2 separate regions of the Mus musculus genome follow, and region 1 is linked to region 2. The links are chromatin contacts, called in public HiChIP or PLAC-seq maps. All regions are on one chromosome and are shown on one strand. Each heading gives the region's core, a stretch centred on a gene start, on an enhancer-like site or on the middle of the called end of the contact. The rest is flanking DNA. Distances are from core to core; before and after follow the strand shown.

What was found. HiChIP or PLAC-seq counts read pairs in DNA pulled down with a chosen protein or histone mark.
Region 1: an H3K4me3 HiChIP or PLAC-seq map of bone marrow-derived macrophages shows a contact between it and region 2, with 4 times the contacts expected there. The contact joins the promoter of Pard6a here to the enhancer-like site in region 2. A contact is called at or near these places in 9 of 39 promoter capture datasets (the C10 cell line, the HPC-7 cell line, cranial neural crest and 5 more), 9 of 484 Hi-C or Micro-C datasets (the HPC-7 cell line, LSK cells, bone marrow-derived macrophages and 5 more), 11 of 115 datasets of contacts at active chromatin or transcription factors (the 230-238 cell line, the HPC-7 cell line, the SCID.adh cell line and 6 more) and 3 of 9 other capture datasets (adipose tissue, liver and pancreatic islet).

What each region holds. Positions count from the first base shown.
Region 1 is chr8:105,699,028-105,704,937 of GRCm38.p6, forward strand. It overlaps Pard6a (par-6 family cell polarity regulator alpha), which reads left to right and starts at 2,620. Exons shown (of 3, transcript NM_019695.3): 1 at 2,620-2,776; 2 at 3,147-3,369; 3 at 3,581-4,467. The coding sequence starts at 2,714. The coding sequence ends at 4,335. Acd (adrenocortical dysplasia) reads right to left here and starts at 2,201. Exons shown (of 11, transcript NM_001012638.2): 1 at 1,893-2,201; 2 at 1,676-1,812; 3 at 1,420-1,513; 4 at 1,255-1,331; 5 at 977-1,021; 6 at 834-868; 7 at 552-703; 8 at 368-464. The coding sequence starts at 1,991. Enkd1 (enkurin domain containing 1) reads right to left here. Exons shown (of 8, transcript NM_198299.2): 5 at 5,608-5,733; 6 at 5,324-5,487; 7 at 5,086-5,222; 8 at 4,625-4,994. The coding sequence ends at 4,834.
Region 2 is chr8:105,648,615-105,654,858 of GRCm38.p6, forward strand. All of the region lies in intron 2 of Ctcf (CCCTC-binding factor), which reads left to right. Among named protein-coding and RNA genes, the nearest start is that of Gm5914, 14 kb to the left of the region's middle. Within about 2 kb of position 2,732, at least 11 of the 459 cell types and tissues checked have an H3K27ac peak or open chromatin away from gene starts, as enhancers often do. A contact at or near this core is called in the HPC-7 cell line, bone marrow-derived macrophages and pancreatic islet, where this site is marked.

The DNA of each region.
Region 1 (5,910 bases), core at 1,370-3,869, 50 kb after region 2:
GTGTTATACAGCATTTCACAGCCTCTCCACAGTCAAGTAATCTGACCCAGGGTACTGAGTGCTTATAGCCTGAACCAAAGGAACTGGGTGAAGGACAAAGATGAGTCCCTGGATGCTGGGCAGTGGTGGCACACACCTTTAATCCCAGCACTTGGAAGGCAGAGGCAGGTGGATTTCTGAGTTGGAGGCCAGCCTGGTCTACAGAGTGAGTTCCAAGACAGCCAGGGCTACACAGAGAAACCCTGTCTCAAAAAAAAAAAAAAAACACCAAAAAAAAAAGGTGGGTCCCTGGCATTCTGGAGAGAATCATCAGTACTGTGGTGGGCTCTGAGCCCCCCCCACCCCCCTGTCCCCATTCAGTTCTTACCCCGAGCCTTCTGACTGGAGCCTGTAGAACTCAAAATCTGCTCCTCACCCTCAGGGATGTGCAGCAATGAGCCAGACACAGTGAACACAGCTTTTCCCTGCGGGACACGAGAGAGGGAGAGAGCTCAGCATGGCAGTTGCCTAACCCTCCCTCTGAAACCTCCCAGAAAAAGCCCAGCACTGACCAAGGCCTGGGAGCCAGAGGTGATCCAGTCGGTGAGGGGGGTGGTTGTACAAGGACCTTTCAGCACCAGGCAGCTCTTAGCTAGACACACTAGGGCTCCCCGATGATCCTGGTCCTCCCTCACCTCATCCAGAAGCTGGGACAGGGTTAGGCCTGGGGCCAGCATTTTAGCCGAAGGATTGAAGTTGCAACAAGAAGGAAGGGTAAGTGAGAGATTTCAGTGACTTACTGAGGAACCACAGAGGGAGTTAGGTAGGGTTACCGGGGAAACCCCTACCAGTACCTGCACTGGAAGAAGCAGACTCTGAGAGGTGGTCCCTAGAGAAACAGTGAAGACTTCTCAGGGACAGCTCTGATGCCAATCTACCCAGCTCTGCCACCCGTGACCATACCGCGCACAGCCTCAGGGCCCAACCCCAAACTTACTCAAGACACTCATTGAGTTTTCTCTGCACATCTGAATCCTGATTGCTGGGAGAAAGAGGAGGGTGGTAGGTGATCAGGGTTATTGATGCCCATCCCTCTCACCTGAAGATCTATGCCAAGTGCGCGTGAAGAGACAAAAGGTGGAAGCTTCATTTAACTGTTTTGTTTTGGGGAGAGGAATATGGAGAGATTTAGACTGAAGCCCTCAGGACTTCAGCCATGCGAAGCCTGTAGTCTGCCACTGAGCTACATCCCCTTCCCTTAAAGGGACCACTTACCAACCAGTCACCTGTATCCGGGGCTGCTCCGTGGGCAGCAGGTTAAAGCGATCCACCTGGAGGTAGAACTCCGCAGGCTGGAGGAGTTGGGGAGTGGTGTCTCAGGAGTGGTGACAAAGAGCTAGGTACAGTAACCAACCCGCCCAAGTGAGCCTTACCACTCACCGCATGGTCCTGAGCCACCTGAACGCGGAGCCCGCAGGCCTGCAGTAGCAGGAGCCGGCCCTCGGTCCCGCGGAATCCGAGCTCCTTCTCCTCCCTGCGGCGAGCACAGCCCTCATTGTCCAGAGCACAGGCACAAACCCCCATACGCCTGGGGAATGAGCTTTCCCCACTTCTCCAGTACCCGCCCACTTCAGGTTCAATGCCCCACTAGCCAGCTGGCCTCCCACCTTCCGCTGACAAGTAGCACTTCTCTTACCAGTCGGAGGTGTCGATGGCGTTGCGCGTCACCACGCATCGGACACTGTGGGTTCCGTCTGACACAAGTAACACGGCCCCGGTGTCAGGTGTGTCAGGGGCGGAAGAAGGGCCGGGAGTCTCCGAGTCCTGGAGTACCTAACACAACAGTAGTGGCTAGTGTCAATTCACTCCCGCCTTCTCTACCCGGGTCTCTGGGATCTGAGCGACCTGCTTACCTTGAGCAGCTGCCCGGTTCGTGGACTTGACAGTGTTTCTGAACCTAGGATCAGCTCTCGAATCCAGGGCTGTAGGGCCAGCAACCCTGAATCGGACATTAGCAGGGCGGCACCCTGGGCGACCCCCAGGAAAGGGTCTTCCCGCGAGCACCGCCGCTCCGCCTCTAGCGGGAGAGGAAGCACGTGACCGCCAGGCGGATCCTAAGTTTGAGACTCCGCCCCCCTCGCGGTTCTGCGCCTGCGCAAGCTCTTCCCGGGTCCTGCTGACTGACCTAGCTGCTGGCTGATGACAGTTTATTCTTACCGGGGCATCTCTCTGAGCCCGTGAGCTGTTCCTCAGTACAACTCTAGAGCCGGAAAGGAAAAGGCAAGGACTAGATTGGATGAGAGCGATCCAGGTTAGGAGGCTGCAGCAGAGAATGGGGCCTGAAGCCACTTTGGCTCTGTGTAAGACCTCCAGAATTTTCCTAAAATGTTGCCGTAGTTTCCTTTACAAAATGAAAATGACAGCACGGACAACTTAATAAATGTTTGTTCCCTCATTCTGCCTTCGGATTGGTCGAGTCCTTTTTGGGACGCTCGAACCATAGCGTAATGACGTAAGAACAGAGAAAGCCCTCTCTGCCTCCGTCTCCGTTTCCTAGGAAACGTAGACTCCACGTTTCTCGGTGTCGCGTCCCCCTTGACGTCATGGTTTGGGTGGGAGGGCGGGGCGAGTGCTACCGCCAGGGGCGGGGCGGCTCGGGCCAGCGGGCCGGGCTGTGCACCTGCGCCTCGGCGGGCTGCTGTGGGGCACTGTCCCCCGCCCGCCAGGCCCTGCAATGGCCAGGCCGCAGAGGACTCCGGCGCGCAGTCCCGATAGCATCGTCGAGGTGAAGAGCAAAGTAAGGGCTTCTCTGGTCTCGGCTCTAGCCACTGCGCTAGGGCTCCTAATTCCCTTTCTCTCCCTTATTAGTTCCTTGGCTCTCCATCACCTCTTTCTGTCCTCCATCCTCCGTCCTATTCTGCTTTTCTGTCTGCCTCCCCTCATCGCATCCTCCCTCCCACTACGGACTTCCAGAGTCCCTCTGTGGCCTGGGTATGTGGAGAGCAAGGGAAAGACCTTGGACAGTGTCCCTTGTACTGGAGCTGAGGTTTAAGCCTAAGGCTGCAGCTGTTCCAGCAACCTTTCCCTCTCCTGACAGCCTCAGTGCTGTGGTGAGAAAGGGGCTTGGGATGTCCTGACACTCCGTTCCCTTTCCCTCCCGCCTCCAGTTTGACGCCGAGTTCCGACGCTTTGCACTACCCCGCACTTCGGTGAGAGGCTTTCAGGAGTTCTCGCGATTGCTGTGTGTGGTACACCAGATCCCTGGCCTGGACGTCCTGCTTGGCTATACGGATGCTCACGGTGACTTGCTGCCCCTCACCAACGATGACAGTTTGCACCGGGCCCTGGCCAGCGGGCCCCCACCTCTGCGCCTCTTGGTTCAGAAACGGGGTGAGGATGGGGTACAGTGGGCAGCTTTCTTGGGTTAGGGTGATAGGACAGGTATATCAGGGTAGATCATACCCAGGGCCCCCAGGCTTTATGTTCTGTAGCCTCTGCCCTTGGTCTGACCTCCAAGTAGCAGGAAAACAGTTGACATTGTCCCTATCACAGGCCCAATTGGGAGAAGTCTCTAATCTTAGTCCCCCCCCCTCTCCTGCAGCAGAAGGTGACTCGAGTGGCCTGGCTTTTGCCTCCAACTCTCTACAAAGGCGCAAGAAAGGGCTCCTGCTACGACCAGTGGCACCTCTGCGCACCAGGCCACCCTTGTTAATCAGCTTGCCCCAAGATTTCCGCCAGGTGTCTTCAGTTATAGATGTGGACCTACTACCTGAGACCCACCGACGAGTGAGGCTGCACAAACATGGTTCAGACCGTCCCCTGGGCTTCTACATTCGAGATGGCATGAGTGTTCGCGTGGCTCCCCAGGGCCTGGAGCGGGTTCCAGGTATCTTCATCTCCCGCCTGGTACGTGGGGGCCTGGCTGAGAGTACAGGGCTGCTGGCGGTCAGTGATGAGATCCTTGAGGTCAACGGCATTGAGGTGGCCGGGAAGACCTTGGACCAAGTGACGGACATGATGGTCGCCAACAGCCACAACCTCATCGTCACTGTCAAGCCTGCCAACCAGCGTAATAATGTGGTACGGGGGGCATCTGGGCGTCTGACAGGGCCTTCCTCTGTAGGGCCTGGGCCTACTGATCCTGACAGTGACGATGACAGCAGTGACCTGGTCATTGAGAATCGCCACCCTCCCTGTTCTAATGGGCTGTCTCAGGGGCCCCTGTGCTGGGACCTGCAACCTGGCTGCCTACTTCCTGGTGCTGGCAGCTCTCTGCCCTCCTTGGATAGCAGAGAGCAAGCCAATTCTGGCTGGGGGAATGGCATGCGAGGTGATGTTAGCGGATTCAGCCTCTGACAGGCAAAGATGCAGCCCTTGTCACTTTAGGCTGCGGGAACATGGCCTGGACTTTCCAGCTGGGTAGAGAAGATTAGCTTGCTCACAGAGCCCTCTCAGTCTGGTGAACATTAAAGGTTTTCTACAAATGTAGATGTGGTCCTTCTGTGTCCCAGCCCCGATCTCTTCTGATCCTGTACGTCTGCCTTCTTCCCTGGACATAGGCAGGAGGGCATCCTATGGTGGGTGATGCAGCAGGAGGCCCACTGGGCTTAGCATTTCTAAGACAGCTCCTATGGAACACAGCCACTGTGTACAAAAGGTTTAATTTTGACAGAGAAGTTGGGAGGCTGGTGGCCCTTCTGCAGCCCCTGGTGACTAAGAAGTGCTTTCGATTCTGCCCACCCCAACGCTCCTGTCTTTGAGCTATGACAGGGCTTGAGTCTGCCCTTGGCAGCCACGTGGTGATCCGCACACATATCTCCCTGTTACTCTTGGTGGGTACCAAGCGGGGAAGGACTAGGTATCCATCTTCACAAAGACTTTGGGTCGGGAAAAGATCTTGATAGCCTCTTCTATTTGCACCAACTTCCGGTCCAGTTCAGCACGATGACCCTGGGCTCTCAGCGAGTCTGCCCCAGCAGGTAATAGTACTAGCTCACGTAGCAGCTGGCTCTGGCCTACAAAGGGGCACGGAACCAGTGAGTGTTGGGTAGGGATGCATGGTTCTCTCATGGGCTCCCTTTCCGCCACCCTTGCCCAAGTACTCACTTTGTAGCAGATTGTTCAGGGTCTCCAGCCGCTGATTCTCAGGCATGAGTGTGTGGCCCGGGGGCATGGACGGGTCTGGCTGGCTACGCTGGCGAGCTTCCGCTTCCTTCCGCCACAGGTCCCTGCGTTCCAACAAGCTGTGAAGGCAAGGCCCGGGGCTGAAGACACTAAGACACACTGGTTCTCAGCCTCCACAGGGGTCTCTCACCGCACTTGACAGCGCACGGGACCTACTCACTAATGGGGCACATGGCCTTTCTGCGTGGCGTTGTAGCGCTCCTGGGCTTGGCGCTGCTGTTCCTGAACCTGTGCAAGGACCTGCAGGGAGCGGGAGTGGCGCCGGGGGGCTCTCTTGGCAGCTAGGGCGTTGCGACTAATGAAATCCACGCCTAGGCCGGGTCCCTGCAGAGACATGGCAAGCACGGTGGAGACCCCGTGGCACTACATTGCACCTCTGTACCGACTCTACCCGCGGGACTCCTGTCAAATGGTCGTCAAGTCCCCACAGACCTGCTCTCTCACCTTAGCTTGGGGACCTGGAAGGGCGAGCTGAGGACTGGAGGCACGGGATGGTGGGAGCCCAGGGCCACAGCGGGAGTGTGCCCGCAGAAAGTGGGCAGGTTCTGTCACAGAGGTGGGGCCAAGCTCCTGGAAGGTTGGGTACGGTTCGGCATTAGAACCAGGGAGGTTGAAGTTAAGGTTCTAACCCACAAGGCCATCCCCCTTTCGGTCCCTCCTTCCTCTAAGAACTTTTCTATGCTCATCTCTGTGGGTCCCCTCCTGTCTCTTCACAGCCTTAAAAAAAACAAAAAAAAAAAAAAAAAC
Region 2 (6,244 bases), core at 1,482-3,981:
CCTTTAATGGCTGAGCCATCTCTCCAGCCCATGTTACCCTCTCTTCACAGCACTCATCCTATTATTTAGCTGCTATTTTTTCCTTTGCCTGTCTCGCTGTCAGATGAGGAAGCTAATAACTAAGTGGTGTGTAGAAAGCTTGTTTGGGAATGAGCAGTGTTACCAATTGGTTGATGCCTCTAAGGCTTGTGCTCTCTGCTTTACTTGCAACCTTTGTCCGACTTCTTTTAACTTGCTAAGGAGCTACTAATTGTTTTTAAAGCATCAGGTATCTTTTTTGATTAAGTGATTGGGGGGTTAGGTTAGTATGTGCTCATGAGTGTACGTACATTTGGAGGTCAGAACTGTTGGACCTGGATTCCTCTGGAGCTAGAGTTAAAGGATGTTGTATGCACTGCTTTGAGTGCTGAGAATTAAACTTGGGTCCTCTGCAAAAGCAGTCCAAGCTCTTAACCACTCAGCCATCTCTCATAACACCTCTTGCAGTTTCTTGAGACAGAGTCTAACATAGTCTAGTCTGGCATCAAAATCACTGTGTGACCAGATTGGCTCCCTCCCAAGACAAGAGTTTGTGGTCTTGGTTGTTCAAGAACTTGATTTGTAGGCCAGGCTAGCCTTGAACTCATTCTTTTCTTTCCCCTGCCTCCTGAGTGCTGAGATTAAAGGCTTGTGCTAGCCCCCCCCCCCTTTTTTTTTTTTTTTTTTTAAACACATCTATCTATTTATCTGCAAGCTGGCATGATATCACACACTTAGAATTCTTTTTTTTTTAAAACAGTAAGCTATCTCCTTTTTTTTTTTTTTTAGGATTTATTTATTTTTATTATATGTAAATACACTGTAGCTGTCTTCAGACACTCCAGAAGAGGGAGTCAGATCTCATTATGGATGGTTGTGAGCCATCATGTGGTTGCTGGGATTTGAACTTCGGACCTTTGGAAGAGCAGTCAGGTGCTCTTACCCACTGAGCCATCTCACCAGCCCACACACTTAGAATTCTAACCCAGGTAGCGTTCTTTTTTTTTTTTTTTTTTTTTTTTTAAATAAAAAAAATACATGTAATTTTAAGCTTGTGTGATAGCACACACTTGTAATCTTAACACTCTTTGGAGGCTGAGGTAGAAGATTCACAAGCAGCTTGGCCATAATGAAATATCTCTTTAAAAAAAAGAAAGGAGGGAAGAAAAAGCAAAAGAAAGAAGAGAAAAATTGCCAGGTGTAGAGGCAAAAGACCAGCCTGGTATACAGATGGAGTTCCAGGACAGCCAAGGTGACGACACAGAGCACTTAAAGTCTTTTTTAGAAAAATACCTGGAAGCTGGGATAGGCAGAGGCAGGTGGATCTCTGAATTTGAGGTCAGCCTGGTGTACAGGGTGAGTTTTAGGACAGCCAAAGATACACAGAGAGATGCTGTCTTGAAAAACAAAACAAAAGATCTGCAAAGTAAATTGAGTTACACGAGCTGCTCAGAGGCAAGAGGCAGGAAAGACTTAAAAGTTTCAAGACTAGCCTGATTTACGTAGTAAGTTGCAAATCAAAGTATCTGCCTCGTTTTCTGCCTTATGTTGATATCTCATGGTTCATATTGACCTTTGTTCAGTGACCTTCATGTTAGACTTTCATAATTGTTGCTTTAAAAAAAATTTTTTTTTTTTTTTTTTTTTTTTTTTTTTGGTTTTTCGAGACAGGGTTTCTCTGTATAGCCCTGGCTGTCCTGGAACTCACTTTGTAGACCAGGCTAGCCTCGAACTCAGAAATCTGCCTGCCTCTGCCTCCCGAGTGCTGGGACTAAAGGTGTGCGCCACGCCTGGCTCAAAAAAAAATTTGTTTTAAGCCAGTAAAAACTTGGTGCTACTGTTCCCTCCTTTTATTACTTTCCTGTTTTCTTTCCTTGGTTTCTTGTAGCCTCAGGCTGGCCTTGAGCTCCAGTCTTTCTGCCTCTATCTTCTGAGTGCTGAGGTTGGAGGCACTTTGCATGGTTTATATGGTTCTGAGATTCAAACCCAGTGTTTAGTATCTATCAAACCAAGTCCTCTCTACTGATTGAACTACTTGAGGGCTCCTTTGTCTTCTTGAGACAGGGTCTTAAGTGGGCAGCTCCAGTTGGCTTGATATATATAGGATATCCCCAGCTGAGGCTACCTACTTTTATTTTTTTCAGAGCTGAGGACCAATCCCAGGGCCTTGCACTTGCTAGGCAAGCACTCTACCACTGAGCTAGATCCCAATTGACTTTTGTTTGTTTGCATAGTGTATATATTATGCCTGGCTTGCTACCATAGGTTTATAATCTGAGCTACTTGAGAGGCTAAGGCAGGATCATAAGTTGGTCAGTCAACTGGAGTCTGTTTTACAAACAAAGTCACAACTTTTTGTTTAACATTCTATCTGTTTTCTGTAACAAATAATTAAGACTGTCTTGTTAATCATTCTCTCCATGCTAGGCAGGCACTTTGTCACTGGGCACCTTATATTCCCAGTTCATGAAGGACTTTTGTTGTTATTGTTGTTTACAGTGTAAATTTATAATAAGAATGAATTTCTCATATAAGCTGTGAAGCAGACGTTACAATATATGGTACATATAGGACTTTTGAGCTAGGGTTTCATACAGCTTAGATTGGCTTCCAGCTTTGTGGCCAGTGATGGCCCTGGCTCCAGATCCTGCTGCCCTTGTCTCCTGAGTGCTCGCCCCACCACCTCACAGGCCTTACTTCCTGTTGTGAGGCGAGCACTCACATATCCCTGGCTGCTCTGGAACACTATGTAGATCAGGATGACCTCAGCATTCTCAGCAGTCCTCTCTTTCTGCCTTTCATGTGCAGTTACAGGCATGTACCATGAAACCCAGGTTTTTGCTCTCCTCAGCATCTCTATGTATATTGATCGTGTGCCTCTTGTCGCCTGAGTGCTGGGATTAAAGGAATATGCCACTATATCTAGCCAAACCCAGTTTTATCTTATCAGTAACAGATTGTTGAAAATATAACTTTTCTCCCAATGACTAAATGCTGCAGTGATGAATATGAAGTATTTGTTTTGATAGTTTCCTAGGAACAATTGAATACATTTAACTACATTATCTTACATGCTACACTACTAAGATTTATGTAGTCAAAAATTAATACCTGGGCATGTGATTGCAAATTTGATGGTGCTGGTTTGATTTGCTGGGTGGCCAGCTTTTTTACATAGGTTCTGTGAATTAGACTCTGGGTCCTCACATGTGTGACCAATGTTTTACTTAGCTATTTCCCTACCTGTTTTACTTGTTATTTTGTTTTTGCAATACTAGAGACCAAACCCGGGACATCAAAAGTACTTGGCTCCCAACTCTACCTCCCAATTTGATTTCTTACAAAACTAAAACATATGTATATTCTGATAAGTATGTATACCTGAGTATATGTATATACGTGTGCCACAAATGTGCAGCAGTCATGTTTCTTTAAAGAATTCTTTTTTTCTCTCTTTTTCAAGACAGGGCTTCTCTGTGTAGCCTTGGCTGTCCTGGAACTCACTTTGTAGACCAAGCTGGTCTCTATCGAAATCAGAGATCCGCCTGCCTCTGCCTCCCAAGAGCTGGGATTAAAGGCGTGCACCACCACGCCTGGCTCTTTAAAGAAGTCTTAATCTCCCCTTTGGTATTTAATCAGTCACCAATTCTTATAGAAACTTAGGAATTTATCCAAAAAGACATTTTCAGGGGGGACTTTTAAGATTTTTTATTAGAATTTTAGGCAATTAAGGCATGCACAAACAGAGGGTAGTGATGCCCATATTTGTTCTTAGTATTTGGGAGGCAGAGGCAGGGTCTACAAAACAAGTTTCAGGACAGCCAGGGTTACACAGAGAAAACTTGTCTCAAAACAAACAAACAAAAAAGGCATGTTAGTGCTACAGTTCACCTAAATGCCTAAAACGCTCTTTGTCATCTTGGATGGTGGCCTTTAAGGTCCCAGAAGCCTGCCGCCATACAGTAGTTCTCTTATCTTTAAAGAAATCTGTGGAGTAGGTACCATTATTTTTTTACAGAAAGAGAAACTGAGGCAAAGAAGATAATATACTGTAGATCTCCTTGCTTATTGGTAGAAAAAACAAGAATTGGAATTCTGGTGTGTGTTTTGTTATTCTTGGTTTGTGTGTTTGTGCACTCATGAGCACATTTACAGTGGCATGGGTATGTTAGCAGATAACTTGCAGGTATTGGTTGTCTCTACCTAGGGAATCCAGAGTGTTGGATTCAGGTTGTCATGTCTGCCGACTAAAGCAAAGCCATCTCACTAGCACCAAGGTTTTGGTTCTTAATGACTAATTCTGTTTATTCTTACCCTTGGGGGGAACTACCTACTGCTCAGCAATCAAGAATACTGAACTGACAGGACAAGGTGGCACACAAAGTCCCAGCGCTGGGGAGGGGATTCACTTGACCAGTGGATCTGAGTTCGAGGCCAGCCTGATCTACAGAGTGAGTTCCAGGATAGCCAGGGATACAGAGGAAAACAAAACCAAAAATGAGTACTTAACTGCTCTTGCAGAGGACCTAGCTTCAGTTCCTAGCACCTACTAGGTGGAACATAACTGTCTGTAAATACTGTGTCAGGGAATCTGATGCTCTCTTCTGATTTCCTATGGCTCCTGAGTGCAAGACACACACACACACACAAAATATTAAAATAAAAAAATACACTACAATATTTTTCTAATATTAGTGGTTAACAAATCTGATCCCTTTACTCTTTTGTTTTTTGTTTTGTTTTTAGAGACAGTATTTCTCTATGAATCCCTGGCTGTCCTGGAACTTGCTCTGCAGAGCAGACAAGCCTCTAATTCAGAGATTCACCTGCCTCTGCCTCCCAAGTGTGCAAAGGAGCATGCACTGTCTTTATCAGGAGTTTCCATGACCACCTATTAATGGAACCTTTGTCAAAGGTACTTGGAAATTTTGTGTCAGTTTTGAACATGTGCAGCACTCAGCTAATCATGGCACTTAACTATCCCGGGCTTTCCTTTCTTCACGTTATCAGTTACTAATTTCACTGCAACATGACAAACATTGGAAAGTAACTGTTAGACAGCTATAGCCAGTGCTGCCACACTACTTCTATTTCTTTCTTTACTAGTGAGGTTCCAAATATTTTTTCTTTATCTCCCATTTGAGGGTTTTGTTAGATTTGGTATACAGGATGGGACCCAGAGCCTCAGGCATGCCTTCTGCCATTAAGCTATGCCATTTGTTTTTACTACCATTGGTAGTGGTGGTGTTTTGGAGGTTTTTGTTGTTGTTGTTGTTGGTGGTGGTTGGGTTTTTGTTTTGTTTTCTTCAAGGAAGGGGATGTCGGGTAGAACCTGTGGTGTCTTTGAACTTCTGGTCCTTTGCTTGTACCTCTGGAGTATTGACTTGAGCAAACTGTTCCAGGTTTCCCCAGTATATTTGTGGTTTTTGCCCAGCTTTTTCTTTTGGCTTTATACTGTACATATAAATATTAGTGTTTCTTTGTTTTATATAACAAGATTAATATATTGTTATAGATGCTGTGAATACTTCTTTTTTGGACAGGATCTGTAGGCTAAGCTTCCCTCAAACTTCCTGTTAAGATGAAGGTGACCGTGTGCTTCAGATTGTCCTGCCTCCATCTTTGGAGTGCTAGGATTGTAGGTACTTGACTTCATTCCCGTTTATATAGTGCTGAGAATTGAGCACAGGGCCTTGTGCATGCTAAGCAACTACACTCTACCAACTGAGCTGTATATCCCTGCTAGTCTTTATTTTGTTTAAGGTGATCATATCTATTTTCTGTTCCCTCTGTGCACACGTTCTAGGCTTTTTAATGTTTCTCTGTACCAGAGCCCTGGCTCCCTCGGGCTTTGTAGACCAGGCCTGGGACTCAGATCTGCTTGCCTCTGCCTCCCAGGTGCTGGCATTAAAGATGCGTACCACCAAGCAGGACCCTGTTTCGAAGTATATGTTATATAGCCTTTGTTCTCAGATTTAAAAACTGTTCATCTGTGTCATTTTTCTTCTTTTCCTTTACTGATGCTGAAGTTAGAACTTACTGCTTTGAGTATGTGTGTTATATACTGAACCACTGAGGTACTGTATAGTTTTTGTTTTGTTTTATAGATTTGGCTCTTACTTAGCTCAGAGTGGCCTTGAATTCTCAGTAGCTCAGGAAGGACACCCCCAGACTCCTAATACTCTGCCTTAAGGCTAAGGTAAAGATTTCTGAGATTTTACTGCAT